Linked DNA regions of Sus scrofa: region 1 is linked to region 2. The links are chromatin contacts, called in public HiChIP or PLAC-seq maps. All regions are on one chromosome and are shown on one strand. Each heading gives the region's core, a stretch centred on a gene start, on an enhancer-like site or on the middle of the called end of the contact. The rest is flanking DNA. Distances are from core to core; before and after follow the strand shown.

Region 1 (2,700 bases), core at 183-2,682, 330 kb before region 2:
CTTTTTGAGGCTATTCCCTCAGCGTATGGAGATTCTCAGGCTAGTGGTCTAATCGGAGCTACAGCTGCCAGCCTACACCACAGCCACAGCAATGCCAGATCCCAGCCACGTCTGTGACCTACACCATGGCTCATGGCAACGCCAGATCCTTAATCCACTGAGCGAGGTCAGGGATCGAACCCGCAACCTCATGGTTCCTAGTCAGATTCATTTCCACTGCGCCATGACGGGAACTCCCCATAATTTTTCAAAGTCTTGGTTTTCTTATCTTTAACATGACATTAAAAGCAGCTTTCTCTCATTTTGCAAACATAATTACCAGTAACTTAAATGGATGTTAAATCTTGGGGGTGGGGCAAGTTTTGTGCAAGTTATTTGCATGGTCTTGAGGTATCTCCTGGAGATTGCTTATTAGTGTGTAAGGGAAAAAAAAGTAACCACAGTGGAGAAATTGGCTCTCACTTTGACGGAGTGGTGGAAATTAATGTCATCAGTGAGGGGAAGATGGACATCTAGGTGATACACTTACAAGGACACAACATCACTTATGCAGCACTCTGACTGTAAGACGCAACTGCAGTCTAATCATAAGGAAACATCAGGCATAGTTCCCTTTGCGGCTCAGCAGGTTAAGAACCTCATATGGTCTCCCTGAGGATGCGGATTCAATCCCTGGCCTTGCTCAGTGGGTTGAGGATCCAGCGTTGCCACAAGCTGTGGCATAGGTTGGCGATACGGCTTGGATCTGGCATTGCTGTGGTGTAGGCTGACAAATGCAGCTCCAATTTGACCCCTAGCCTGAGAACTTCCATATGCTGCAGGTGTGGCCCTAAAAAGACAAAAAAAAAAAAAAAAAAAAAAAAAGGAAGGAAGATTGAGGGAACTGTTCCAGAGTAAAGGAGATTTTTAAAAAATGATCACTAAAAGAAGTGTGTGAACCTAGACTGAGTCCTGTGCTGAAGGGAAAGAGTGCTCTGTAAAGGATAGTCTTGGGTCAGAGGGCAAGTTGGAAAATAGCTGGTAGATTAGATAAAAAGCATTGTTCAATTTTGAATTTCCTGAGGTTGATAACAGGTACTGTGGTTATGTAAGATAATCTCCGTATTCTTAGGAAACACATTAAACTGTTTAAAGGTAAAAATATATGATGTGTGTAACTTAATCACAAATGAGTCAGGAAAATGTGTGAAAGAGGGAGTGGGAGCACAGGGGGCAAGGCCACAGGAGTTCTTTGTACGTTTCATGTGATGTTTTTGAAAGTTTGAGGTTATTCCCAAATAAAATGAGAATTAAGAATGCTTTCAAAGAGCAGTGTGCTTTTCAAATGATTCCCGTGCTGCTTTGTTTAGGGAGCCTCCTGTCTTATTCTGGGGGTGCCCTGCAGGAGGTCAGCCCCACCCTGATCACAGTGACTAACCCCCAGCCGTGCTCCCTGACTTACACAGTGCACTAAACTCACTTGTGTGACTCACATGGACATAGTCTGTTATTATAGCGTGTAAGTCCAGCTTGAAAAATGTATTTTTCTTTCAGCTCAAAATGGAGTTAATCCTGACTGGGAGAAGAAAGTAATTGAATATTTTAAGGAAAAGCTGAAGGAAAATAATGCTCCTAAATGGGTAAGCGTACTGTTGCTCGAGGGGGCAGGGTGCAGTTGGGCAAACTTTCACCTATTCTCAGTAGAATAGTAATCCACATGTACTTGAAGAATATGTAGGTTAGTGTGTGCTGCCCTCTGCTCAAAGATCTTGGTCTCTGGAGTTCCCTGGGGGCTCACGTTAAGGATCCAGTGTTGTCACTGCTGTGGCCCAGGAACTTCCGCAATCTGGGCACGACCAAAAAAATTTTTGGGGTCTCTTTTGCAACTTAAATTTAAACAATGACAAAAAAAAAAAACCAAACCCCCAAAAACCTAAAAAACAAAACAAAAAAAACCCCAATGAAATGCTTCTATATTGGTGCCTCTAGGTGGCAGTAAATGACCGTGTTACAGAGAGAAAAAAAATGGGTGGTTAAGAGAGATTCAGTTATCTTTTGCTTTATTACCTTCTTTTTAAAGGAATTGGTGTGTATGAGTTTTAAGAGAAGAGCTCAACAAAGGAAATGCCTCTCTGTTTATTGGGAAGGGTTGTGAAGAAAAGGCTTTCTTATTGTCAGATGTCATCGTACAAACTTGTACCAATGTGGAGAGTACTTCTGTCCAGCAGTTGTGTTATGTTGACCATTGAGATCATTTGATGCCCCTGATTTGTGTGTGTGTGTTTTGGGGGGGATTGCAGTTTGAGTTTGGATATACATATAGGTAGCTATATGTGCTTAATATTTGATAGACAGTGTATTTTGAATTGACTGTTTGTTTTCCTTTAAGGTACCATCATTGAATGAAGTTCCCCTTCATTATTTGAAACCTAATAGTTTTGTGAAGTTTCGTTGCATGATTCAGGATATGTTTGACCCTGAATTTTACATGGGAGTGTATGAAACTGTTAACCGAAACACAAAAGCACGTGTATGTATTGCTTTTTTCAGTGAAACTTACTGTTTATCATTAGTACTATTAATTTTGTACTTGTCTTGTTTATGGTAGTTTTGATTCTGATATACTGATACAATACTTTTATTCTTTGTTTTGGTCGTAGGTTCTTCATTTTGGAAAATATAGAGATGTAGCAGAGTGTGGGGTATGTACACTTAAAATAT
Region 2 (2,700 bases), core at 48-2,547:
AGAGCAGGGGGAAGAAATACAGTGCCTTGGGCTGCTTTGTAAATATATTTACAGGTCCTGTTGATAACAGAGGTGAGGCCCTGGTCTCCCGGGAGGGCCATCCCTTCCCCTCGTGGAGGGACTATTTCCTGAGTTTCCTTAGGTAGTTAAGATCATGGCCCATCTGGAGACGTGAAAACCTGGGTCCACTTTTCCTATAAATGCAGATTACCCCAGAATTTTAGCTAGAGATTCTTCCAGAATCAAATTATTTTATGATTTACTATTGGCTAGCGTGAGAATTTTTATTAAGCTCACGTCATGGAGTTCAAATGCCTTTTATTTTTTGGTCTTTTTAGGGCTACACCTGCGGCAAATGGAGGTTCCCAGGCTAGGGGTCTAATCGGAGCTGTAGCCGGCAGCCTACGCCAGAGCCACAGCAACTTGGGATCCGAGCCGCATCTGCGACCTAGATCCTTAACCCACTGAGCGAGGCCAGGGATCAAACCCGCAACCTCATGGTTCCTATTCAGATTCGTTAACCACTGAGCCACAACGGGAACTCCGACTGCCTAAATTCTAAACCAGCTCCATCATTTATTAGCTGTGTGATCTTGGGCAGGTCACATATCTTTCCAAGCCTAAGTTTCCTCACCTGTTACATGGGGCTAAGAGTGACTCAGTGAGACTCAATGAGATGATACATGTAACGTGCCTAGCACAGCACCCCATCCATAGGGCGTCAATAAATATTCATGATTCAGAGTCATATGGAATGTTCAAGGTGACACCAGTCTGGGCCTCTTCCTCCATGTCATTTCAGTGGCCACAGGAAGGGCCCCAGGGCCAGGGAGCTAGATCTGAATATTGAGGTAGAAAGTGGGTAGGTGTCAGAGCAGGATTGGGTCAACACTGGTGGACATAGCGGGCAACAGGGGAGGGGAGGGGGAAACTAAGGTAGGCCTGGGATTGGGTATCAAGGCTGGGAGATGGCTCCGTTGCCAACCCAAAGCTAGGTTCCTAGTTCAGCCAAATGGCCAAGTTAAAGGGCAGAAGTCTGAGAGTCTCTGAAGGGCTTGACATCTGACCAAGGAAAAGCAGTGCTAACAGGGAGCTGGTGGTCACCTCTGGAGACATTTTGCATCTGAGGGAAGGAGAAGGGAACCCAGCAGATGACCTTTGGGGAGCTGCTCAAATGCTCTGCAACTTTCCCTTGGCCCTCCAGAATGATTGATTCCTGGGGGAGGAGCTACCCCTTGTGCCTTCCAGGATGTCCACGACTCCACGGAACCCAGTAAGAGAACGGCCCTCCTGAAGTTCCCAGCTCGGGCTCACGGGGGAGCTGCTGAGCCATGGAGGGAGCAAACAGCTGGGCTCCCTGCGGACTGTCCTGCAACTCAGGAGGAACTTCAAAGGCCCTGGGCATCACCCCTGCCCCCAGGGAGTGGTCCTCCCCACCAGAGCGCCCTGTGTTGCCCCTCTCCCCAGGTCTGGTTGTAAAAGGATCTTTGTGCTAAACACCTTCCAAGAGCCCAGGTCTGGGGATGGGGCAGCCCCAGAACTGCTGGGTCCGTGCCATGGCCTTCGCGTCTAACAGTGCGAGTGGCAGGAAGGTGGAGCAGTTGCTGGTATCCTTCCTAGCCCCCGCGGTCCCATGGCTGTTTAGGCAGGAGGACGAGGCATTTCCTGGGCTTGCACTGAAGTTCTTTTACTTCTTTTCACTGGTTCCCGATTCCCTCCCTCCCCGCCCCCCACCAGCCCGTCTTCCTACCACCGCCCCCACACACCAACCTTGGCTTCTGCTGGCTCCAAAGACCCAGATGGGCTACCGTGGGGGACTTTCATTTCACCCAGTTCTAAAGTCACTTGCTAATTTTTTTTAAGCACTTGGAAACCGTGTTTTGCAACAGTGTTTTGATGCGAGTTTCTCGAAGAACTGCAGGACTTTTTGCACAATAAACTGCCAGGTACTAAAGCTGCATTAACAAAGAGATCAAGAAAGGACTCGCTTCATCCACTGAAGCTCAAAGGTTTAAAGTGGTTCAGATAAGTTAAGTACTTCCCTTTCTCATCGGTGGATATTACAAATCTATCTCCAGATCCTCATCTTTTATCTCTGGTGTTTGTTCTGAACTGTAGTTATTATTCCTGAAGCTTCCGAGATAAGAGGCTAAAGTGTTCACTCTCCTTCCTAGCTCTCTGGGATGATTACTTGGTGGGGGGGGGGTGCTTTTTTTTTTTTGAGTGAGGAATAATTAATGTTCAGTAAAGTATACAATCCTTGAGTGGGCTGCTCAATAAATGTCCACAATTGTTTACACACATGTAACCACCACACTGCCAGCATCTGGAGTCGTTTTTGTGGTGTGCTTTTCTGGATGGGTGGGTGTTAACCCCAGGGCCCCCGCTGTGCTCCTCTTCTCACCCTTCCTGTTTCCTGCCTCAGTTCTCACAGACAGAGGTAACTGCCCTGTCCCCAACTCCTTGCCCAGCTATGTGGAGTGAGCACGGCCCCTCCTTCATGCACCGAATTCTTTGAGACTCGAGGGTTTTTTTTGTTTTGTTTTGTTTGGTATTTTTAGGGCCACACCTGGAGCATATGGAGGTTCCCAGGCTAGGGGTCGAATTGGAGCTGCAGCTGCTGGCCTAGACCATAGCCACAGCCATGCAGGATTTGAGCCATGTCTGTGATCTACATCACAGCTCACGGCAATGCTGGCT

The links. HiChIP or PLAC-seq counts read pairs in DNA pulled down with a chosen protein or histone mark.
Region 1: an H3K27ac HiChIP or PLAC-seq map of alveolar macrophages shows a contact between it and region 2. The contact joins two enhancer-like sites. A contact is called at or near these places in 1 of 47 Hi-C or Micro-C datasets (embryonic fibroblasts) and 1 of 2 datasets of contacts at active chromatin or transcription factors (alveolar macrophages).

The regions. Positions count from the first base shown.
Region 1 is chr14:129,709,358-129,712,057 of Sscrofa11.1, reverse strand. It overlaps MCMBP (minichromosome maintenance complex binding protein), which reads left to right. Exons shown (of 16, transcript NM_001243591.1): 2 at 1,534-1,619; 3 at 2,369-2,509; 4 at 2,640-2,681. Among named protein-coding and RNA genes, the nearest start is that of MCMBP, 31 kb to the left of the region's middle. Within about 2 kb of position 1,432, at least 7 of the 83 cell types and tissues checked have an H3K27ac peak or open chromatin away from gene starts, as enhancers often do. A contact at or near this core is called in alveolar macrophages, where this site is marked.
Region 2 is chr14:129,378,203-129,380,902 of Sscrofa11.1, reverse strand. No RefSeq gene overlaps it. Among named protein-coding and RNA genes, the nearest start is that of RGS10, 45 kb to the left of the region's middle. Within about 2 kb of position 1,297, at least 9 of the 83 cell types and tissues checked have an H3K27ac peak or open chromatin away from gene starts, as enhancers often do. A contact at or near this core is called in alveolar macrophages, where this site is marked.